7 separate regions of the Mus musculus genome follow, and regions 1, 2, 3, 4, 5 and 6 are each linked to region 7. A link is a contact called in public Hi-C, HiChIP or PLAC-seq and promoter capture Hi-C data. All regions are on one chromosome and are shown on one strand. The core of a region is the stretch at or near the end of the contact, and the rest is flanking DNA. Distances in the headings are between cores, read along the strand shown. Region 1 holds the start of Gon7 (GON7 subunit of KEOPS complex). Region 2 overlaps Ccdc88c (coiled-coil domain containing 88C). Region 3 overlaps Ccdc88c (coiled-coil domain containing 88C). Region 4 overlaps Gm30296 (a long non-coding RNA gene). Region 5 overlaps Ccdc88c (coiled-coil domain containing 88C). Region 6 holds the start of Btbd7 (BTB (POZ) domain containing 7). Region 7 holds the start of Trip11 (thyroid hormone receptor interactor 11).

The links. A called contact is a pair of places that touch in the nucleus more often than the background predicts. HiChIP or PLAC-seq counts read pairs in DNA pulled down with a chosen protein or histone mark. Capture Hi-C pulls out chosen DNA fragments and counts their contacts.
Region 1: a contact with region 7 is called in a promoter capture Hi-C map of liver, with 2.4 times the contacts expected there. The contact joins the promoter of Gon7 here to the promoter of Trip11 in region 7. A contact is called at or near these places in 5 of 39 promoter capture datasets (the HPC-7 cell line, liver, neural stem cells and 1 more), 6 of 484 Hi-C or Micro-C datasets (B cells, CD4 T cells, cardiomyocytes and 1 more), 3 of 115 datasets of contacts at active chromatin or transcription factors (embryonic stem cells, large pre-B cells and pro-B cells) and 3 of 9 other capture datasets (adipose tissue, liver and macrophages).
Region 2: an H3K4me3 HiChIP or PLAC-seq map of stem cell-derived neural progenitor cells shows a contact between it and region 7, with 13 read pairs. The contact joins the enhancer-like site here to the promoter of Trip11 in region 7. A contact is called at or near these places in 1 of 39 promoter capture datasets (liver), 10 of 115 datasets of contacts at active chromatin or transcription factors (bone marrow-derived macrophages, craniofacial prominence, differentiating embryonic stem cells and 5 more) and 1 of 9 other capture datasets (liver).
Region 3: a Hi-C map of B cells shows a contact between it and region 7, with 11 read pairs. The contact joins the enhancer-like site here to the promoter of Trip11 in region 7. A contact is called at or near these places in 4 of 39 promoter capture datasets (cranial neural crest, embryonic stem cells, erythroid cells and 1 more), 1 of 484 Hi-C or Micro-C datasets (B cells), 11 of 115 datasets of contacts at active chromatin or transcription factors (astrocytes, bone marrow-derived macrophages, embryonic forebrain and 6 more) and 2 of 9 other capture datasets (embryonic stem cells and pancreatic islet).
Region 4: an H3K4me3 HiChIP or PLAC-seq map of bone marrow-derived macrophages shows a contact between it and region 7, with 8 times the contacts expected there. The contact joins the enhancer-like site here to the promoter of Trip11 in region 7. A contact is called at or near these places in 3 of 39 promoter capture datasets (hippocampal neurons, liver and pre-B cells), 4 of 115 datasets of contacts at active chromatin or transcription factors (bone marrow-derived macrophages, extraembryonic endoderm stem cells, pancreatic cancer cells and 1 more) and 1 of 9 other capture datasets (liver).
Region 5: a contact with region 7 is called in a Hi-C map of B cells, with 11 read pairs. The contact joins the enhancer-like site here to the promoter of Trip11 in region 7. A contact is called at or near these places in 1 of 484 Hi-C or Micro-C datasets (B cells) and 6 of 115 datasets of contacts at active chromatin or transcription factors (embryonic stem cells, extraembryonic endoderm stem cells, large pre-B cells and 2 more).
Region 6: a contact with region 7 is called in an H3K27ac HiChIP or PLAC-seq map of thymic regulatory T cells, with 10 times the contacts expected there. The contact joins the promoter of Btbd7 here to the promoter of Trip11 in region 7. A contact is called at or near these places in 1 of 484 Hi-C or Micro-C datasets (CD4 T cells), 3 of 115 datasets of contacts at active chromatin or transcription factors (bone marrow-derived macrophages, neural progenitor cells and thymic regulatory T cells) and 2 of 9 other capture datasets (adipose tissue and pancreatic islet).

The regions. Positions count from the first base shown.
Region 1 is chr12:102,755,914-102,759,065 of GRCm38.p6, forward strand. It overlaps Gon7 (GON7 subunit of KEOPS complex), which reads right to left and starts at 1,897. Exons shown (of 2, transcript NM_001142938.1): 1 at 1,628-1,897. The coding sequence starts at 1,832. It overlaps Gm20604 (predicted gene 20604), which reads right to left and starts at 1,897. Exons shown (of 2, transcript NM_001142939.1): 1 at 1,628-1,897. The coding sequence starts at 1,832. Ubr7 (ubiquitin protein ligase E3 component n-recognin 7 (putative)) reads left to right here and starts at 2,062. Exons shown (of 11, transcript NM_025666.2): 1 at 2,062-2,265. The coding sequence starts at 2,116.
Region 2 is chr12:100,956,274-100,959,560 of GRCm38.p6, forward strand. All of the region lies in intron 10 of Ccdc88c (coiled-coil domain containing 88C), which reads right to left. Among named protein-coding and RNA genes, the nearest start is that of A630072L19Rik, 20 kb to the left of the region's middle. Within about 2 kb of position 1,943, at least 94 of the 459 cell types and tissues checked have an H3K27ac peak or open chromatin away from gene starts, as enhancers often do. A contact at or near this core is called in differentiating embryonic stem cells and stem cell-derived neural progenitor cells, where this site is marked.
Region 3 is chr12:101,014,826-101,017,851 of GRCm38.p6, forward strand. All of the region lies in intron 3 of Ccdc88c (coiled-coil domain containing 88C), which reads right to left. Among named protein-coding and RNA genes, the nearest start is that of Mir1190, 5.4 kb to the right of the region's middle. Within about 2 kb of position 1,321, at least 141 of the 459 cell types and tissues checked have an H3K27ac peak or open chromatin away from gene starts, as enhancers often do. A contact at or near this core is called in B cells, embryonic stem cells, hematopoietic stem and progenitor cells and 1 more, where this site is marked.
Region 4 is chr12:102,719,522-102,722,746 of GRCm38.p6, forward strand. All of the region lies in intron 1 of Gm30296 (a long non-coding RNA gene), which reads left to right. Among named protein-coding and RNA genes, the nearest start is that of Gm30296, 10 kb to the left of the region's middle. Within about 2 kb of position 1,825, at least 33 of the 459 cell types and tissues checked have an H3K27ac peak or open chromatin away from gene starts, as enhancers often do. A contact at or near this core is called in bone marrow-derived macrophages and pancreatic cancer cells, where this site is marked.
Region 5 is chr12:100,993,299-100,996,319 of GRCm38.p6, forward strand. All of the region lies in intron 3 of Ccdc88c (coiled-coil domain containing 88C), which reads right to left. All of the region lies in intron 4 of Gm36756 (predicted gene, 36756), which reads left to right. Among named protein-coding and RNA genes, the nearest start is that of Gm36756, 8.2 kb to the left of the region's middle. Within about 2 kb of position 1,528, at least 54 of the 459 cell types and tissues checked have an H3K27ac peak or open chromatin away from gene starts, as enhancers often do. A contact at or near this core is called in B cells and memory CD8 T cells, where this site is marked.
Region 6 is chr12:102,876,547-102,879,745 of GRCm38.p6, forward strand. It overlaps Btbd7 (BTB (POZ) domain containing 7), which reads right to left and starts at 1,896. Exons shown (of 11, transcript NM_001377026.1): 1 at 1,670-1,896.
Region 7 is chr12:101,911,679-101,914,889 of GRCm38.p6, forward strand. It overlaps Trip11 (thyroid hormone receptor interactor 11), which reads right to left and starts at 1,493. Exons shown (of 21, transcript NM_028446.1): 1 at 1,012-1,493. The coding sequence starts at 1,150. Gm20036 (predicted gene, 20036) reads left to right here and starts at 989. Exons shown (of 2, transcript NR_152255.1): 1 at 989-2,299; 2 at 2,917-3,211.

The DNA.
Region 1 (3,152 bases), core at 647-3,146, 840 kb after region 7:
TAATACATCTAGCTAATACTTTTTATTGTTTCTTTAAAAAAATTATTTATTATATGTAAGTACACTGTAGTTGTCTTCAGACACACCAGAAGAGGGCGTCAGATCTCATTATGGATGGTTGTGAGCCACCATGTGGTTGCTGGGATTTGAACTTGGGACCTTTGGAAGAGCAGTCAGTGCTCTTAACTGCTGAGCCATCTCACCAGCCCCTTATTGTTCCTTTTAATGACAGCCAATAACTATATTATAAAGAATACGGAAGTTTAATCTCCTCTGCAGAAGAATTGACTCCTTAGCTCAGAACAATGAAACATCTATCTTGGTGTTCAATTCAAGATTAGAAATAAATGTAACAACAGTGGAGTGTGGTGGCATATTTCTTTAATTCCAGCACTGCTGAGGCAGAGTCTGGCAGGTCTCTGCAAATCCAAAGCGAGGCTGGTTTAACCGTTACATGGTGACAATGTCTACAAAATAATTTTATTCCTATTAACAGAGCTAGGGCTGGAGAGATGGCTCCGTGGTTAAGAGCACCACCTACTTTTCCCCTGCATGTACGAGGCACCCTCTTGACTATCTGTAACTCTGGTTCCAGGGGATTTGATGCCCTCTTCTGGCCTCCGAAGGCACTGCACATAAGAGGTGTACAGACAAGCATGCAGGTAAACATCCATCTTTAAAAGCAAACAAACCCCAAGCCACCAAAATTAACAGTTAATTTCTACAACAGGAGAGGGGGTGAGAGAAAGTAAGAGGACGGGAAGGGCTGTAGTGCTTTCGGACATTATATAGCCCTTAAACTCTGGCAGCACAAGATGGCAACGTAAACATTCCATCAAGGAAGGGGGGGGCTCATGAGGCGCCACCCCTCTCAGAGGAGCGGTTGGCGGTTAATGGGGGGCGGGGGAGTCATTGTTTTTCTTCAGTGGTCTAGTCACTGCTGTGTTGCCCTAGTTCCAGTAAATATCATACAAATATCCTTAAATAAATCCAGTGACAAAAAAAGGCCGGAAAGAAAGGCGAGGAGCCCTGTCGAGAAGGGTTCAGCGGGGGATAGAGACCATGACCTGAATGCATTAATACATGAATGAAACGATCAATTAATTTAAGAATACCAAAAAGCTAAACTAAAAAGAACTCTTTTACTTTCGAAACAATAGCTACAAAACTGAGAGGGTTAAGATTCCCTAAAACAAAGTGGGCCTCGGTCATTCGAAGCTCTCCTCATTCTGTCAAACACGTTTTCTCGTTTCTAATTTCACTCCTTTCCGTTTTTCAACAACCAGGTCTACCTTCCCGCCCTTTCGGGTCTTCGTGCCAGCTAGCAATGGTTACAGACCGCCACTTTCTCTGCCTATCTTAATCCTTTGCGTTCTTTGCAAGGGAGTCAAGCTGACTTCGTCCGTTGACCAGTCCCTAGTCCAACGCTCGCCACGGTTTTTTTTTTTTTTTTTGGTGGGAAAAGTCGCAAAAACGGGGGGCGGTGGGATATCAGACAAAGAGGGCAGCGAGTTCTAAGGATTTTTAGAAGCGATTGCTCCTCTTCTCCGGGGCTCGCCTTCTCTAGCCTGCCCTTCACACTGCCCGGTCCCGCCAGTGTCCCCCGGCGCCCCGCCCCCGCGCTCACCATCCAAAGCGTCGTCCGGATCTTCCGCCAAGCCTTGCGCGTCCTGCTCCACTAGGGTCCCGAAGAACTCCGCTACCAACTCCTTCATCCGGACCACGCCCGCCGACAGGCTCTGGAGAGGGTCCGCGTCTCCCGACGCCTCACAGGACACTCGTAGCCGCTGCGGCTCCCCGTCACAACCGACGTACTCGCCCGAAAGCTCCATGGCGACCACTCAGCTTCAACAGCGCGCCTCGGAGAAACGCCACCCGGAAGCGGAAGCCAGCCTGCGGCCGGGGCGGGCGGGAGAGGCGAGGAGGAGGAGGAATGACTTCCGATTTCCCGAAATTGGCCCGCCCATTTTCTTCCGTGTCCTTCCTTAGGATTGGCTGTCTGGTGCTCGGGCTCCGCCTCCTCACGGGGCCCCGCCTTCTCGCGACGCCCCTGGCGGCGGCCACTTTTCCCGCCTCCTCCTGGGCCCACGCAGCGGAGCCCGGTGACAGTTGAGGATGGCCGGAGCCGAGAGCCCCACCGAGTGCCAGGCGGAGCTGGAGCCCGTGGTGTCGCTGGTGGACGTGCTCGAGGAAGACGAGGAGTTGGAGAATGAGGCGTGCGCCGTCCTGGGCGGCAGCGACTCGGAGAAGTGCTCCTACTCGCAGGTGCGCGCGGCCCGGCTGCTCCCGCCGTCCTGTCTGTTTCCCGCTGGCCGCGGCCGGGCCCACTCACGGCGGCCCTTTACTCTGTGCTTCTACAGCCCCGGCCCGGCTGCCATTTCATCCTCAGCTTGTCGCCACCAGGGCTGTCCCTCGGTTCCGCTGATGGTACACTGCAGGCTCCGGTCCTCCAGTTGTCGCCTCTTGGTGGCCTGCTTTTCACGAGGTTGTTCTCGTGATCTCTCAAACCCAGATATTCTTCGCTCCACTTCTCCCACCGCCCAAGAATCTTAATTAGGGACCAGATGGGGAAAAGTAAAGGGAAAGTGGGCCGGCTTTGAAAATCTTCCGGTGAGGTTCGGCTTCCGGACACTCCTGTAGTCTAGTTTAACTGCTAGCTGCCCCCACCTCACCCCCTTTCTGGTTAAATGAAGTTTCGTGTGTATGTGCTATGTGACATCCCCTCTCTCTGGGGACTGGAAAGCCAAGAGGAGAAAAGGATCTGTTTGGCATTTGTGGGACCTTTTGAACGAGAGAGTTTGAGGGGCTGAGATGTAGTGTTTAGTGACGCATACTGTACATTTAAGTACTAACGTGGAAAAGGGTGGGTAGGAAGGAAACTTAACAACAAGGATGAGAATTGGTGGAAGGAAACAGGCTAACTATGCCCATGGGTGGAGTGGGAGACTGGGGTAGGAGTGAAGGGACTTGGAGTTATGGTGTGGCGTGGACTGAAGTCATAATACTAGTTGTCTTCGTTGACCAAGTTGGGTTTGCACTGTAAAATTGTTGAATAAATCTTGTATCCCAGAAGTAGTCACAGCATGGTCGCTGGTATTTAAATTTGGAGGATCATTGTTAGGTTTCAAACCCTGGACTCTGCTGTTGTGCCT
Region 2 (3,287 bases), core at 693-3,192, 950 kb before region 7:
AGAAGGCAGTTATCAAGCCCAACCCCACCCAGTCAACAGCTGGGGTGTTTATACAGCCAGAGGTTAGACTGGAGAACCTATTCCTAAGTAATTTGAGAGTCCTTTTCTGATCTGCCACTGTAACTTGAGAGAGAAAGAGAAAGAAAGAGAGATGCAGGGAGCTAGTGGGCCACAAGCTCTAGCTGTATGGCCTCTCAGGCTGGATAACTCTACCTCACTGAAAATGTGGCTAACAACGTGTGTACAACTCTCAGCACGCATTGTCTGGAATCGCCAGCTGGCCAGGCACAAACACTTCACACCTGTGAGGAACAAAGTTAATCCCAAGAATCATCCATAAAACAGCTCCCTTATCAACAAAGTGCTCTGCAAGGGCCTGGGGGTGTTGCTGAGCAGCGAATGCTTACATGAAGGCCTGAGTTCTGGCCCTAACACTGGAAAAACAAAAGCAAAGAACAACAATAAAATAACTGGTTTCCAGGAGTACCTCTTGACATCCACCCCCCCAACACACACACACATAAACAGCAAACACCAGAGGGGATGTGGAGTCAAATAAACACTCTCCTTCCCAGTGAGCTTGGGATCACAACACACAATAGCTCCTAGTGTCCACTGCAACAGAAAACCCACGGGTGTTGGGGGAAGCAAGAGCTGGGCCGCTGGGGCCATAGCAACAGGCCTCTTGCTCCTTCCTGCCCTGGCTCCAGAAAGGACAATGCCTCACGCCATGCCTCACTTGTAAGTTCCAGTGCCACCGAGAGTAAAGGGCAGGATGCACTCCACCCTCAAGGCCTGCCTGTCTGTCTGCCTGCAACATGACTTGACCTGAAGAAATGCAGGGCCAGATCAGAAACCAAAGAGCCCCTCTGTCCTGTTCCAACTTGACAGATCTCAACACAGTCCCCAGAAGCAACAGGGCTGAAGTCCCAAGGCAGAACAGAAGACTGCCCACTCAGCACCTGAGTCCCCCTCAGCAAGCCCCCTGGAATTTTACATTCCTCACTTGAGACATGATGCTTAGCTGTGCATGAACGGTGGGAGGCTGGGGTCCCTCCACAGCACCCCCAGTTCTCCTGTACCACGCTATGCCCCCTTTTCCCCTTATGGTCAAGGCTCTCCTCATTCTCTGGCAGCTGGGCAGGGCTCTGGAGACTGCCAGACACATTCCGATTCCAGACCACTTGCTTAGCAACTGTGATGCCTTTTCTTGTTTGAAGAAAGGAGGCTGCTACCCTCACAGGGTCACTGTGGGGGGCCCAGAGCTAAGCAGAGTTTGGGCTCTACAGCTACTACTGCCCACCTAAAGGCTTCACTGTGTCCCTGTTCTGTAAGGGACCAGAGAGAAATGCTCTCTGTTGGAGGTAGGGATGAGGCATCATGTTCCAATAAAACTTCACCCATAAAAGCCGATGGTGGGCTGGACTTAATCTAGAGACTACAGTGAACTGGCTTCAGAGTAGAGAAGCTCACTGGCACAGAGGCGCAGTATGACACAGACTATCTTCTCAGGCTCACAGTCTGGTCAGGAAACAGACAGAAATATACATCACGGTGATACTGTACTTGACACACTACCCCGACCCCTCCATCGGAGGCAGGCTTATAAAAAGAACTGTGAGATGTGAGATTGGGGGCATGACCCGCTAAGCTCACAGACTCAGCCCTGTTCTGGCCCGAAGCTGACAACTCTGAATGAACAAGGAGAGGCAGGCAGCCTGGGAAGGGCTTGTGCAAAGATGCAGAGGTCTGGGGCACAGGGTGTGGGGTGCATCACTGAGTGCCAGACAAGGGGAAGAGCATCATGTCACCCCAACGATGGAGGGGTATTGGACCACTGGAGAAGGCCAGGGAACCGAACACCACAGCCAGCTTAGATTCAGGGAGGGCGTCTGTGCGTAGACGCTGGAGTAACCAGAGCAAGCCAGCAGGAGGCAGCAGAGAGTAATGCACAGGCAGCATGCCAGGAGGTGGGGGCCTGAGCTCACAGGAGGGTTAGCCCTGGAGCCTGACCCACATGGGGAGGGGTTGGGAGGTGAGGAGACAACAGGGAGGTGAACTGCTGCTTGGGCTTAAGTACCAAGTGCAAGGAAACAACTGGCTCCACAGTGACCACAGGCTGCTATGGAAGGCAGACAACGATTCTGGACACATTAACTAAGACTGCAATGGGATGCAGCTCTGAGAGGGATCCGACGCTCAAGGCACTGGGTACTTATCATCAGTGAGCCCCAAGCATCACCCAGCGAAGGTTAACAAGCACATCCAGGAACCTCACGGTACAGGATAGTGAGTTGGCCTGGAGCCACCACAGAGTCTCTTTTGCTGTTATCTTAGGGGTGTGATCTTGGAATGGGGGATGTTAGGTACGAAACACGATGGGCCTGATCACTAACCTGGTTCCTAAGATCGGGGCCTTGCCAGCGACCCACCCATCTCTCTGGCTGCCTCTTCCCTGCAGGACCTGTTCCAGAGCGCTTTATCTCCATTCAGGGGTTCCCTACAGAGAAAGGCTGGCTAGGATAAGCTCGCTGTAGGCATGCCTCTGTGCCAGGGAGGCCAGGCCAGGCCAGGCCACGCCCCTCCTTTCCTAACAGGACAAGACTTGCCCCACATTTGGCAGGATAGCGTACTGCTGTGTCTCAGCCCCTCTGATTAGCCTGAAACTAGCACTTCTTAGGAAGCTGTTGGTCTGCACACTACAGGGGGGGACCATTGCCACTATGCCCGGGAGGCACCCAGCATCTGGGCATCTGCCTTTAGCCTTAGAAAGCCAATCGCAATGTTTTTAAAGGGATGTCACTCAGGCTGGCTGTGTGCCCACTCCCCAGTTCCTCCTGTCTCTGGGTGGTTACCCTGTTCCCTGCTAACCGGTTTCAACCCTTCTGAGAACTGGACCAGGAGCCAGGGAAAAGCTGTTGGAGTTTAAAAACAAACTGTAAGTTTGTGGTAGGAAAGCTGCCTGTGCACCCAAGCTCTTCCTTTATCTCCTCCTCCCACCTGGCACTGCCACACTCTTCCTCTGGGGATCCAAACTGGTGCGTTCCAGGTCAGACAGAATGTCTGTGTCACCCAGCCCCAGCACGGTTACTCAGAAGTGTCACAAATGTGGCTGGCTGACTAGAAGCCATAGCCAGATTGTCTCTCTTATCTGAATCTTGGTTGAGCTGCTTGGGTGAGCACTGTAACTAGGCTTCCTCCAGTCCCAGGGAGCATGAACCATAAGCTTCTCTCTCCCCTGCACGCTCCCCTGCATGGTAATAGTTTCCTTCACTTCATGCTGTGGT
Region 3 (3,026 bases), core at 71-2,570, 900 kb before region 7:
CCCTCTTGTGATTACTAGAAACGTAGGACTGAATTATCTGGGAAAGGCCAGGGTTCTGAATGCCTTGGCAAAGTCACAGGGGGGAAAAAGAAAACCCAACAACAACCGTCTTTCCAAAGGGAACAGTTGAATAGCAAAAGCGGTTATTAGCCTGGCTGTGCACCAGGCAGCCAGCTTTTAGGGAGCGAGAAAGCTTGTCTGGGCAAGTTCTTGTCAGACTTCATCTGATAGACCAGTTACAACATCAAACACCTGACCTTGGCATTGACAGCCACCTCAGAGAAATAGGAGAAGCCCCCTCCTCACTTTCAAATGTAAGAACTCCATTTCTTCTGTCTGGTCACAAGAGAAACTGGCTCCTACCTCTTCTGTGCAGGAAACCACCACTGAACAAATCGCTAAACTTTCATTCATTCCAGCATGGAATCGAGTCTCACCGAAGCGCACCGTGGACCAGAGACCCAGGGGCCCTTGGTGTTGGAAGGTGTAGTGTGTGTGGTGTTAGCTGTAACTTTGTAGGCAGTATGAGTTCAGACCTCTTATCGTCTTCCTATCCCATCTGTGCACCCACCACAAAAAAGGGACTTGCCGGGCGTGGTGGCGCACGCCTTTTATCCCAGCACTAGGGAGGCAGAGGCCAGCCTGGTCTACAGAGTGAGTTCCAAGACAGCCAGGGCTATACAGAGAAACCGTGTCTCAAAACAAACAAACAAAAAAAACAAGGGACTCAAACACAATTCCTCAGAAGACTGAGCCATGGTAGAAAAACACAGCTTAGTATAGTGAAGGAGTGAGTGCATTAGAGACTCTGGACAGAAAGGCAGAGGAAGGAAGGAGAGGTTGTAGGTCTTTGGGTGGAGAGTGAGTCCTGAACACAGGGGTGGACAGAACAGACCTCTGCTACAGGGTTGGTGGCATTCTCCACACCGAGAAGCAGAGGGCCAGTGGAGCAGGCCAGCACACAGGTCTAGGGATATTTGGAAAATAACCCTGTCGATTCAAGATCTGGACTCAAGGCTAAGAGAAGAAGCCCACAGCAATATCCCAGACTCAAGTGTATGCACACACAGGCACACACACACACACACACACACATTTACACCTGGACACAACACTCACATGCATGCAGACAGACACACACATACGCCTTCATATTAACACACGCATGTGCTCATGCTCACTCAAGCAAGTTCAGTCTCTAATGCCCCTGGCAGAAGCCCAACTCTGCTAATTACCTCAGACCCACCTTTCACCCTTCCCACCAGCAGCAATTAGCCCTGCCATCTTGACTTCCTGCTGCTCTGTGCTGGGAGGAAACAAGCCAGCTGCTCCCTCTGCCCAACCCCGGAAATGCTGGTTTCAGAGGTGTCTCAAGCAAACCAGTCTCTACTTCTGGGGCTGCAGGCTGACACAAAAACAGTGGCGGCCCTTTCAGGATGCTCTGGGAAACAATGCTCCAATCTGGTCCACTCTGCTCAGCTCCCAGCTTAGCATTCAGCTGCCCCCATGCTGATCTACCCAGAGCAAGTCATGTCCCCACAGGCTCCAGAAGCCTGGCTTTGAGAAAGAAGTTTCTCTAGACAGCCAACAACTAAGGGAAAACATATTTCCTAGGGCTGAAGTTTCTTCCTTCCTAAGTCTCAGTTTCTTAATCTGTAAAATGGCCCAGTAACTTCTTCCTCTTGAGGATGTGGATTTAAAGAACAGGGCAGCCAAGCCTTGGTCCCAGGACTAAGCTCCCCCCTGCTGTGCCTCAGCTTTTTGATTCCTCTTTGGGCTCCATCCCCACATTCCTATTGCTATTCAATAGGCCTTCTGACGTCTGAGGTGGTAACAAAGGTGAGGGAAAAGGAGGAGGTGAGGGGGGAAGAGAATGGAAGCAGGTGAGCTCACATCCTGCCTCCCCAGAGGTTTGGGAATGTGGCAAGTCACCCGGGCCAAGGCTCCAACGACCTCTAGCCCTAGCCAACAACAGAGGGGCCAGCAGGCTAGGGAGAGAAAACACCATACCTGGGACTGTAGAAAAGGGATTCCAGTGCCCCGAGTGCTGTGGTCTCCAGCAGTTAGTTCCCTGTGCCCACAGGCTGAGAGGGAATAGACCGCCTGCAGACCATCGCTTTCTTCAGCCTGGAATCTCAGTGGAGCTGGGTCATGAAGCAGCCCACAGCTGAGAAGTCCACAGGCTGAGTGTGGGCTGGCTCAGTCCCTACTGATTCTGCTCTCTGCTGACCACTCCTCTCCTTTGGCTTGTTGTACCTTGGGGGTTCCCTGTCTTGGGGTTCACATTGGGGGTCCTGCTTATTCCTCCCACACCTGTCCTGGGCTTACTGCCACCTGGATGGCTACTCCACCTACAAAGCTGGCATGTGACTGTGGAGTCACCCACAGCATCTCATGTCTCCCAGCAGGACTGCCCTGTGGACCCCAGACCACATGCCAGACGCATCCCAAAACCATGTTGGCCTGATCTCCACACCAGCCCCTCACCACACACAACCACAGACTCCAGGGGTGGCTGCCAATCAGAGACCCTCACTTCTCCTCACGCTGGGTGTCTACTATTACCAAGTCCCCCAAACCACCCTGTTTTCTGACCTTGATCAGGTGCAGGTCATACGACCAGCTCCCATCTCTACTCCCTGCCAGGGCCAACCCATCATTCATTCTCCACACGGGTGCCAAAGTTTCATCTCAGTTATTTTCCTTTCTAAAATGGAGAGAAAAACTGCTACGGCCTTTCACTTTCTGAGCGTGTGTATGTGCGCGCGCGTGTGTGCACAACTCAGATGCAGAGAGCTTGACTACTGCAAGGTCCTGGCTTTGATCTCTAGTAAAACAAAACACCTAGAATGCAAAATCCAGTAGGCTGGAAGTTCATGTTCATTCGCATGTCGCCCCAAGCTCACCCCTGTCCCAAATCCATAGTCTCCAGACTGCTTCAGATCCATCTTTCAGGTGCCTTCTCCAGGATACCCCTCCACTAGTATGGCTCCCTTAAAACATAGGTGCAAGCTAAGTGCCATCCC
Region 4 (3,225 bases), core at 575-3,074, 810 kb after region 7:
CCCTTTCTACACAGAGTTCTTAGGGAGTTAACCTAACCGAGGCAATCTCTCCTTCATCTGGTGCCTGCTGTCCCCTGCATTGTTCCAGACATTGGGGTGCACCTCCTGCAGCTCATGCTGGAGGTAGAGAAACAGGCAAGAAACAAATTAAAAGTATCAGGTACAGGGGAATAGTGGGTGGAAAGGGGTGGGATGGGAGGCCTGGGGGAGGGGGAATAGAGTGCAAAGACCATACTGTTTCTTGCCCAGTGCAACAGCGCTACCTAGTGGACATCTTGGAAATTTGCATAGGCTAGCTATTAATTACAGAGTATGCCTGGTGTTGACTGATGCCAGCACCAAAGATCCTGCCGTGCACAAGAGAGTTAATGTTATAAGGAATGAAACCGCTCTGCTTTTGACACTCTAGAACGTCTCAGAAGGCCAGTTTTGTCGCTAAGAAGTTTGCTTACATTGGGAGAAGCCACCTCAGTTTTATCATTGTATATGAAGAATTTTATACTCGCTGAGAGAATTGAAGAGTCACGCACCCGGAGGGAAAGGCGGGTCGTTGCTCCAAAAGAATTGTTTGCTGTTGTTAGGAAGAGGGAGGGATACTTAACTCCCAAGTTACAGGCACGCCTTTCCAGGGCTCACAGAGTTCTGATTTGCATGGTGGAGTCCAGTTCACACTCTGGAAAGGCAAAGAAGAAAGATGCCATCTTTACTCTCAAGAAGCTAATGGCCGGGAGCTGGGGTAGTAGGTAAATGAGCACTGAGCCCCATGGGACCCTGAGGTATCTTGGGGCTTGAGGCATTAAGAACAGCTATAGTGGTGGCACACGTCTTTAATCCCAGCACTTGTGAGGCAGAGGTAGGTGGATTTCTGAGTTCTGAGTTCGAGGCCAGCCTGGTCTACAGAGTGAGTTCCAGGACAGCCAGGGCTACACAGAGAAACCCTGTCTTGAAAAACCAAAAATCAAAACAAAACAACAAACAAACAAAGAAAAACCTTACAGCTATATATAGCTTATAGCTATAAGCTATAACCTCTGTATGGAATTTGAGCCAGTAGCTATCAGCCCACCTGTGTCCCTGTGACTAGGTACCCATGCAGACAGCTGGCAGGATGACTATATATAGAAATAGAGATTCAATCAAAGTGGATTCTCCCTCATAATTTTGGTTTTTGAAAACTGTGGGCATGGGTAGCTTTTCTTATCTGTGAATGTTTGGGGTTTTTTTTTGTTGTTGTTGTGGTTGTTGGTTGATTTTTCAAGACAGGGTTTCTCTGTGTAGCCCTGGCTGTCCTGGAACTCACTCTGTAGAGCAGGCTGGCCTCAAACTCAGAAATCCGCCTGCCTCTGCCTCCCAAGTGCTGGGATTAAAGTCGTGCACCACCATGCCCGACTTGTGAATGTATTTCACACTCATGAAGTTGAGGGGCTTTTGCGGAGTGTTTTGAGGAAGCAATGTTCAGTGGCTGACAGGAAAGCTCAAAACCAGGGGCAGAGGATCACAAGCTAAAGGAAGCAGGGAGCTGAGGGCATGTCAGAGAAGGGTTCTCTGGACAGCAAGCGTGAGTGCAAAGATACAGGAGGAGAAGGGTATGGGAGATGGACCCGTGGGCAAGCTGCTTGCACCCCAAACAGAGGGACCCGAATTCTGATCCCCAGGATCCATGGAAAAGCTGGTGTAGTTCCAGCACTGGGACGGGGAGATAGGTGAATCCCATGGGCTTTCTGGCCAGCCACTCTGGCTGGTCAGTGAGTTCCAGGGTCATTGAAAAACACGGCTTAAAAAATAAATAAGGTGGAAATGGCGACTGGAGTTGACTTCCTGGATCCCACACACTGGAAAGAAAGAACCAACTTCCTCAAATTCCCTAACCGCCCCGTCAGCACACTCACACACACAAGAAAATAGAGTTTAATTAAAAAAAAAAAAAAAAGCCGGACGTGGTGGCGCACACCTTTAGTCCCAGCACTTGGGAGGCAGAGGCAGGCGGATTTCTGAGTTTGAGGCCAGCCTGGTCTACAAAGTGAGTTCCAGGACAGCCAGGGCTACACAGAGAAACCCTGTCTCGCAAAACCAAAAAAAAAAAAAAAAAAAAAAAAAAACCAGGATATGAAGTATGATGTTTAATTTTTTTTTTTTAAGCCTAATGCATGCAAAGCCCCAGAGGCCAGTGCTCAGGACTTAGGAGCCAATGCTGGAAGATCACATGAAGCCAGCATGGGGGTAGGGACTTAGCACAGTGGTAGAGCTCTTGCTTAACAAGCACAAGGCCCTGGTATCGGTTCTCAGCTCTGAAAAAAAAATAATAAAAAAATAAGTCAAAATAACAAAAAGAAGCCAGGGTGAACCAGACAGTGGGACCCTATCTCAGAGAAAAACAGAAGTCAGGGCCCCTCCAGGAAAAGGGCGGCGGGGAAAGCTGGGTTCTACTTAGAATACGAAAGAGCAAGAGCCAGAGAGTGGGGGGTGGGAGAGAGGGGTGGGAGAGAACGAGAGAGGAGGGAGGAGGGAGAGAGGGAGAGGCTTTGCGTTTTAAAAATAGCCGATATCTAAAAATACAAAAGATTAAACCCATTTTTAAATTTTTCTATTTTTTAAAGCCTATTTTTAAAAGAAAGATTCACTAGGATTGTCCTCCCGTCGATGGCATTGAGCTCCGTGTGCCTTCTGTATGTGCATAATTTATACGCATGTATCTTTTCACGGTATTCCCTGGGTCCTGGACGATGTCCCGTGAGGGAATTGAGGGGACTGAGCCCCCGTGAAGCCTCTCACTTAAGACTTGGGTCCTGGAGTAAGTAGACTCCAGACAGGAGACACGGGGCTATTGTTACACTAGAGGGTAGGGTCAGGAGGGTCGGGTGGAAAGTTGGCTTTTAAGGAGCCAACAAGTGTCACAGGCTGGCAGGGCCCTGCAGTGTGGGGTTGGTGCTTCCCCGAGGCCAGCACCACTGTTGTTAACCGACTGTGCAGGAGATTCTTTGGGGTTCTCTCACTGGGAGGAGACAAACCCAATCCTGGCTGTTCAGAGCTGAGCAGGTGCACGGGGCTCGCGCTACACAGCACCTCCGAGGGGGGCTGAGGAGCAGCTGGGGTACCTGTGGGGCCCACGCTACAGGATGTGAACTGTGAGATGATTGGTTCAGACAAGGAGGCTGAGTGAGTGGGAGAGCCTGATGCAACAGGATCCAGCTCCTCACTGTGCAGGCAGGCAATCAAATTCCAGAG
Region 5 (3,021 bases), core at 278-2,777, 920 kb before region 7:
CAGGAGTGCCCCATCCACAGAGCCTCTCTGCCAGACAAGCAAGTGTTCTTCCTAACCCACGGGTGACCAAGCTCCACACTCAGCATGCAATCAGGCCCCAGCCCATGCTGGCCAAACCCAAAGCCACTCTGGTAACCCTTGGCTTTTGCTAGGTTGTCACTCCCAACACTTAGAGGCACAGATGTTCCCTCCTTGCACTGATTTAGAAAAGCCTGGCTGTAATGAAGATCCAAGGTCGTAAAAGTGGAGCCCTTGAAGACAGACAGGCAGACCATGGCTACTTTTGCATAGAGAGAGGGTGTCAACTCCATCCTTGAAGCTTCAGAAGCAGAAATTCTCTCACAGCTGTCTCCATCCCTCTGGGCCAGGCATAGAAAGGAAGGCAGGCTGAACAAGTTTACCTGCTGGGACTTTCTTCTCTCTCCTTTCTCCAACTGAAGAGGAAAAACATACACACAGCACGGGGACGGACGGACACGGACACACACACACACACACACACACACACACACACGGACGGACGGACACGGACACGGACACATACACACACACACCTGCCTGTATCACTGGGGTAGTTTTGACTCTCCAGGGCTAGTGGGGACACCTTCTGAGAATGGAGGGGCCTAGTCTGGGCTCAGTGGGAGAGGATCTACAGCAGTGGATGCACGATGACTGGATGAGTGCTAGACTCAGTGTGTGCTTGGGAAAATGAATGACAAAGGCTGCAGGGAGAAACAGAGTAGATAAATGAGCAGGATTGTGTGTCCACCCTCCAACAGTCCCCTCACTGTCCCCCACCCTATGGGTATATCTCTGTAAACTGGCCACTTTCCGCAGAGACAGGAGTCTGTAACAAGAGAAGACATTTCATCTAGAAAGCAAGAAAGCACCATCACCAAGAATATACTCCCTAGCAGGAAACTGGGGGTGGGGGTGGGGTGGGGGTGGTGTGCAGCTCAGGAGAGAGCTGACACCAGGGAGGGGGTAGGTGAAGAAACCAGTTTCATGAGTAATATATTGGCAGGAAGTGAAATCTCAACAGATGTTATCAGCTTTAGGGCTGCCATCCTGGGGAGACACCTACCAAGTACTGACTGATCAGAGATGGCCACAAAGGAGGTTGGTCTAGTTCAAAGAGGGGGCTACAGAACCTCAACACACACACTGCCCATCTCCAGTGCAAAGGTACTTTACCTAACCAGCCGGTAACCACCCAGGTGCTGCATAATCTTATTTAGTCCTAAAATAGGCAGGTGGAACCAGAGTTAGGTTATTAGCCATCTGCCAATACATGATCCACTCCTTTGATGCCAGCACTCCACAGGCAGAGGCAAGCATATCTCTGTGAGTTTGAGGTCAGCCTGGTCTACTGAGTGAGTACCACACTGATCAGTACCATAGAGTTAGACAATGTCTCAAAAAAGGGGTGGGGGAAGAAAGGGGGGCCCACAGATCCCTCTGACAGCTCAGGGCTTCGGAGGATGTTGAGGTAAAGGAAGGGCTGAGAAGTACATCTGAGTCATGGGTATCAGGGCCTCAGATGAATAAGGACTGTACAAGACAGGCGTGTAATGTGGGCTGTGAGGCAGGAAGAGATGTGGAATGAGAACTATGGGCAAAACAAAGATCAAGTGGGAGGAGCCCAGACAGAAGAAGCCTCTGGAAGCCCAACTACATCTGCCCTGGGCTCCTGCAGTCTGATATGCAATGCTGAGGAGCAAGGACCCCTCAGGTGAGCCAGGATTTCCCAGGCATTCTACAGCTGGCTTTTAGGCTCAGGTGGCTGGCGATGGCTCTCTGGAGTGTAGGGACCCTGAGTGGGGCTAGAGAGATGGCTCAGCAGTTAAGAGTACTGGCTGCTCCCCACAGGGCAGCTTACAACTGCAGCTCCCCTTCCATGGAATCCAACATCCTCTTCTGGTCTCCTTGGGTACTAGGCATATGTGGATGCAGGTAAAACACCCATACACATAGAATACAAATTTTAAATCTCAAAAAGGGGAGGGGGGATTCTAAGGCCAGGTCCGAACTCAAAAGCAGAATGTGCCATGGTTGACCGGACAACGTCCAAGCCAGGATTAGATATGGTGTCGCCCCCTCCATGTAATCAAATGTGACAGGTGACTACAACGGTATGTGGTACTGAATGGCTAAGGGATTGTGGGCAAGAGCGATCTTCACTGCTTACAAAGCTATGCCCCAGGCTTTGTGGATCAACCAGCCTCAATTACAGTCTCCTTTCTGGTTTGTGGGCTCCTAAGGTGGCAATGGCAGCCCAGCACACAGGAGAGTCAACAGCCAAGCGATCTAATTCAGGGACCACAACTCCCCAGGAAGCACGCTCACCCTGGATGTCAACAGCCTGACAGTGGATTTTTACTGACAGGGATTAAAAACTGCCCCTCAGCCAGGCACACTGAGCCAGCTGCTTTCTGAGGTCTAAGGGAAGCCATCCAGCTGTGGGTAAGGGAGCGTGAGGCAGACAGCCAGGGTCAAAGAGCATCTTCAAGGAGCTCCGAAAATCAGACCAGCAGTCACATGGCGCCACAACCTGTCAGCTGCGGGCCTAGTCATTACGCACATCATCTTTGCTCACTGCAGCCGAACCAGCAAGTGCCCTCCTTTCTTCAGCTGTAGCCCGAAGATGACATGAGAAGACCAACAGCCCAGTAACTGAGAGCCCACCACATGAGCGTCTGTGAGGCATGGGAGTGGATGGCCAGCTCACTCCAGCTGCACATTCTACTGGAATGTATGGAGGAACAGCTGAAGATGCAAGCTATGAGCCCTAGGGCACGGCTAGAAACCCCCAAGTGGAGTGTGACCGTCCAACGTTGAGGTCATGATGACTGGTGACTGGCAAATCTGGAGGTCCAAGGGAAGGCAGATGGATAAACACGCCAGGCTTCTGAGGCAGTTGCAGCCCCTGTTACCAGACCCTCCCGTGTCTAAGCGTTCTCTCAGGACTCCTGTAAGCCACCTGTCTCCATTTTCGGCTTTGCATACTCAGCTGCTTCAGTT
Region 6 (3,199 bases), core at 646-3,145, 970 kb after region 7:
CCCAAATAAAGGAGAGAAGGGGACTAGGCAGCATAACCTGGAAAAGCAATGTTTTAAATCTTAAGGTTAGAGCCAGATACAAAGAACTTGAGACGCTAATCTTAATCATGTTGGGACAGAGAACACTAATAGGAGTTAGGTTTTACAGAACTACAGAAAGAACGAACCCACGCAAGAATGAGCCAGGCTATAATTTGATGAAAATATAGTTATGGACCTAAGAAAACTTCAAGTGAAATGTTACTAAATTTTATTAAATATGGTGTTGGGTGGGCTGGCCTCTTTAGCAGCTATTTTGAGGTAGCTGCGAGGGTCACAGAGAGATACTCGTTTCTGTGTTCAACTTTACTGTGCAACGGCCTAGGGATTGAGCTGAGCAGCGGTGGTGAAAGCTACCCACAAACAGTAGTGCTGGAGTGGAGTGAAAAGAGCTCTTCCTCACCTGCAGAAGCCGAGATCCTAGTTTAGGTCTCACCCCTCCCCAGCTACATGACCCACAGAATCGCACCTTTCCGCGTCCAATTCCCCCACTTTAGAACACGCCCAATCTCTAAAGGTGTTCCTGACTCCAAAATTCCAAGACCAGTCGAATCACAGCTGCTATGAAGAATGTACGGTTCATATAACTTCAAGTCTTTCTTCCAGACTTACAAAGAAGACAATGTGAGTAATGGGTGAGCCATAGACGCTACGCAGAGACAAAAGATAACGTCTGCTGGAAAAGCTAATTTATCTGCAAAAAACGCTTCTTCCTTGCTCCGTCACTGTAAGAAGCTTGAGCCGAGGGGCCAGTGCCCTGGGCCAGAGAACCGAGACTGCTCTGCAAATTCGGCCTACTCCAGAGTACTTATTATGTGTGCTGGTATGGGAGAGGCGCTGTGGTGGTTCAAAGCGGATACAACACTCCTCGGAGTTTCTCCGAAGACGGCGAGAAAGTTCTCACCCTGGAGTGTGAGCGAGAGCGAGAGTGTGAGTGCGTGGAAGGGAGAAACAGCAGAGCAGGAGGGAAGGTAGGCACGCCTTTCGCCAAGTCCTCCCGGGAGCTAAGCTAGCTTAGCCTCCGCGGCTCCAGCCGAAGCTCCGCTCCGTATTGTCTCCCCCACCTACCTGTCAAAGCTCAACGCCAGTCTCGGTCCTCCCAGAGCACTCACTCCGGGACGCTTTCACTTCGCCCGCGGGGAGTGGTCCTCCCCAGGCCTGCTCCCCCCTCCCCCCCAAGCTCCGGCCCTCCCCAGCGGCCTCACGCCCACCCCGCAGCCCGTAAACAGGAGTCCGCGCCGGGTGTGGGTTCCCGAGCGCAGGGTGCGGCGGGTCCCGCCCCTCGCAGCCCGGCGCTAGGGGCTCGTCCCGGCGGCCACCCGGGCGGGGGTGGGGGAGCCGCGCGCCCTCCGGCCCTGAGCGCCGCGCCTCGGTCACGGCCCGCTCGGCGGCGCGCTGTCCGGCCCGCCCCTCAGGGCGCGGGGACCGGGAGGCCCCCGTCCCGCGCCGCCGCCGGCGCGCTGGGCCCTAGACGGCCGAGCTGGCCAGCGCCTCGGCAACCCCGCGGCGTCCGGGCCTCGGCCGAGGCGCCACCACGCCCAACCACCGCCCCTGCCGGCAGCCGGACGTCCCGGGCCGCGCGGGGCCGGCGAGACGGCTCCTCAAGCCTCGGACACCGAGGGACACTCACCTCGGAGGCTCCTCCCGCCGCGACTGCTGCTGGGACCGCTGCCGTCGCCTCCGCCGCCGCCGCCCCCAGCGCCGTCGTCCGCACTGGCGCCAGCCCCCGCGGCCATTCTCCTCCAGCCGCCGCCGCCGCCCTCCCCTCTCCTGTCAGTGGCTTAGGCTCCGGGACCACTCCAGGTTCCCCCCGTCGCCATTTTGACTCCGACAGGGAGCAGGAGGGGCTCGCCTCGCGCGGCCCTGGCGCGCCTGCGCCGCTCTGCGGAGCCGGACGGCCCCGCCCGCCCCCGCTGTCGGCTCGCCCACGTCACGTGACCCGACGTCGGCGCGCCGGCTTGGGGAGGAGGGGCAGGCTAGGGAGGCGCGTTCCCAGGGGCTCAGGCCAAGAGGCGAGTGCGCGCGCATTCTTCTGGCTCTGCCTGCCCGAGGGAGGTGCGAAGGGGCGCGGGGTACTTGTTGCAGCATCCTGCACAGCTCCGGGAATTGTAGCTTGTTATTCTTTGTATCTAAATGGAATAATCATCGCTATGCAGGGGAAGGCCAGTTCCACTGTTTCGTTTCCTCTGGGCAGCCGCCACCCACCGGGTGTTGGCATAAAATGCTTGCCTCAAAAAGAACTGCGATCCGGAGGAAAATTCCTTCCTGGCCGACTTTGCGTTTCTGTGGCTTCTTTTTTGTTAAGAATTTCTAAAACTATTTTGTCTTCTTGGTACTTTTATATGTAGTACTTTGCTAGTTACCTAGTATTTGAGAAAAAAAAGATACTGAAAAGTTTCAGTAACAAAGAACTAGGCTGATGGAATTCACAGTGCCCCCCATGGGAGAGCCAGATCTCTTCCATAAACAGCCCTTGTTTGTGATTTTGCCATAATTACAGCGAGGCAGTAACAAAAACGGCTTACATTTATGGAGTGCCCTACAGTTTTCAAAACACAGTTAAATACATGGTTTCTGTCTGGATGCCAAAACTGCCCTTTGAGGTAGCTGGGACCCGCGTTATTATCACTGTTTTACAGCTAGGGAAGCGGGCAAGCCAAGCCAAGAATCCAGGCAGTGTCCTTCAGGAATTTGCGTTTTCCGTCTTTCCCTAGTCTTTCCTGTTACATTTCTTTTTTTGATAGTGTTAGATTAATTTTTTATGTGTATGAATGTTTTGCCTGAATGTATGTGCGCCACATGGGTGCCCACAGATCCCCTGAACTAGAGTCACAGATGGTGGTATAGTCACCATGTGGGTGCTGGGAATCGAGCCCAGGCCCTCTGCAAAAGCAACAGGTGCTTTAAATCACTGTTCCATGTTTTGGGCCTCTTTATGGTCATTTTAAAAAGGACTTCTGAATAAAAAGCTCCTGTCCTTAGTTCCTCAATAAATTAACTCGATTTAACCTAATCAATTAAAGATTTAACCAGCCCTTAACACTTATTTACTTTCTCAATGGATTGGGGTATGGGAGGGGAAAAGTATTTGTATTGAGACCCATATGTAGCCTAGGCTAAACTTTGGCTTGCTGAAATTGACCTTGAACTGTTCCTAGTT
Region 7 (3,211 bases), core at 243-2,742:
GGGTGCTGGGAATAGAACCTGGGTTCTCTGAGAGGGCAGCCAGTGCTCTTAGAGGCTGGATCTCCTCACTTCCTTGCTTAACAAATGTCAAGAAATCGGAAGAGTAATTAACCTAACCACTGATTACAATCGAATTCTAGGTCACTATTCATTAGGACGGCAAGATGATGACTTCAAAAATAAGGGAAGGAGCCTGGCCAGGTGAATGGGTGAGTAAAGGTGTTTGTCGTTCAAGCAAAGTAAAAGGAATTCCATCCTCAAATTCCACCTAAAGGGGAAAAGAGAACTCCACAATGTTGTCTACTGGCCTCCACACACGGGCGATGAGGTAGACACTCATGCATATGTGCATCATTTACACACACACACACACACACAGAGAGACAGACAGACAGACAGACAGAGACACCACAATATTTTTCAAGTTTTAAAGTGAGTAAAGGTAGGTAAGATTCTCAAAAGATAAAGTTCTCCAAAAGTATGGGAGAATGTGCCATCCTACACAAAACTACGTTTTCAGCTGCAAAGTGTCTTCAAGATGAGCAAAATTAGAAAACAATTGAATAGAAAAACAGCCCTATTCCCCTAACAACGTGCTAAAGCCAGATCAAGTGTTTAATCTTGAGTAATTAATGTTACAAAGTATTTGGGGGGAAGGAGGGCAATTGCCATACTTTAGTTGTCATACTAAAGGAATAGGATCAAAGTGAGATCAGCCCCCAAACTATGGGCGAAGTAAGTAATAGGCATGGGCCACCCAAATAACCCTATTCGGCATAGAAACAGCAGGTCCACTTCGCTGAGCTATCCAGCGTATTCAATGAGGGGAGAGGTCCAGAATTCTCCACCGTGGTCCTGAAGGCTGGAAAAGCGGCTACGGAGGTAAAGGGAGGAGAGCAGAGAAAAAAGCGTGGAGTGACTCCTTCGGGACCCGTCCGCGTCTGCCGACCGACCGGACCCGGAACCAAGTGGATCCCAACCGAGCCCCACCGCCCTCGCTCCAGCTGTTACCTGGCACATCCTCCGTGCCCTCCAACAGCATATCCTTCGTGAAGTTCGAAATCTGGCCAGTGAGGGAAGCCAGGCTGCCCCCTACTTGACCGAGAGACTGGCCCAAGCCGGAGCCGAGGCCCCCGAGCCAGGACGACATCGCTGCGGGTGGACACGTCCTCTCCAAATGTCCCTGGACGCCGAAGCTGGTGCGGATCCAGACGCTGAGGACTCGCAGGACACGGCACTCCCACCAACGGCCGCGTCAGAAAGCCGAGGCCCGGCCTGACGCTTCACCAAGGGTTCGCCGTTGTGGACACCGTGGGCCCCGCGAGGCCTCTGCTCATTCCCACGGCTTCCCGCCGTGCGGCTGCACTACTTCTTTCTCAGCTTTACTGACTTTCCTCAGTTTCGTGGGCCAGTCCTGCCAACTCAACGCCGGCCGCCATGACACTGCCGGGAAAGCGGCAGTGACCATAGAGAAGCTTCGCGATAGCGTAGAAGGGCCGCTGCCAGAGGCGTCCCGGGCGCGAAGGACCGTGGGATCGCGGAGGACCAAGTAAATGGGCCAGCCAGATCCGTGACTTCCGCGTAACCTGCGGAACTTTAGGTGGAGACCGAAAAGGCAGTGGCGGCGGCGGTGGCTCTTCCCACCTGCGCAGCTGCTTTTGTTTGTAAGAGGAAGTAACCCTTGACAGTGCCTTCTGATCCTGTCTACAAGAGCTATTGCATCGCTAGGATTCGATAGGGTCGTCCCACCCCACAGGGAAGCAACCTCAATCCATCTGCATTACTCTATTATCCAGCGTCTGCGGATATAAGAGCATCCGTGCCAGAGGGTTGGAAACGAGGCTACAAAGCTGAAAAAGCGGGTTGCAATTCAAATGTCCAGGCAGAAAACCCTTGTTTTGGTGTTTGTTTTCAGTTACCATGCACTTAAAGGATTGTGGGATCCCATGACCGCCTCTCAAATGATCCCTCTCTGAATAATTTTCACCAGATATCTATTTGAATTTAGGGGTTGCCTCCGAGGGTTTTTCAGCTTCCGTGTCCCAGAACAAGGAATTGGACAGAGACACGTGGCTAGTAGTAAGGAAGACAAGAAAATGAAGAAAAGACACACACCCAAGAGAAGCAGCAGGCCAGAACACTGTCATTGGGGGTGGGGTTGACGAGCTACACTTTCAGCTTGAATGATGGAGAATTTTTGGTGCTGAAGATCAAATCCAGAGACTTGTACAGGCATTGAGGCTTTTCGGCTTAGCCACATCCTCAGCCCTTGTTTGAGATAGGCTCTCCTATAATCCAGGTTGGTTTTGAACTGATGACCCTTCTGCTTCTACCTCATGAGTACTGGATTACAAGAATGTACCATCATGCCCAATACAGTGTTTTTAAGTGTAGTATATATAGTCGTCAAATGATTTAACATGTCTACTGTTAATTCTGGGCACTAGGGAATGTTAGGGAGAAAGTAAAACAGGGTAAGGTAAGGAGAGTATGGGCATGCCACAGTAGGTTGAGCCCTGGGGATGTAGAAAATGGCTGAGGACTCCACAATAAGATAATCTTGCATAGAGACTTGAAATGAGCAAGTGAGAGATACAGCTATGGGGGGGGGGCGCTCCCATATAGCTTATCTAGACAATAAGACATAACTGAGTATAATAAAGTCCCTTTGGCTGGAGGCCCCTGGCAATTTTGAGAATTTATAAGAAGGCAAGGATGGCTTAAGAATGAATTGGGGAATATTTGTAAGTATGGACCCAGAAGGCATGAAGAAGTTGAGTCCCAAGGGCCCAGTAGCCCATGAACAGGACTCTGGCTTTTATTCCGTCTAGAATGATGAGTGATGAGTGACATGAATTTAGTTGGGTTCATGAATGACTGAAAAGTTTAGCAACTGTAATCTCCTTTTTTCTGTAGGTATAAATCCTCTAAAGCTCCGTGTCTGCTGGAACATGGTCCAAGAATGAAATCCTGTGAGAATTCTGGGTGCTTAGGAGAAAACTCTAAGACAAGACCAGAATCTCATGACCTTATAGGGGAATTTTAATCCAACACCATGGGTGCTCTGACAAGGGATCACATCCAAAGATCTTCTAAGCCCACAGGAACTGGGCAGAATACAGAAAAACCCTGGAATACAGTATGGTCTGGCTGGAATACAGACACACCCTTAGTACACACCTCTAATCCCTAACATGAAGATAAGGCAAGT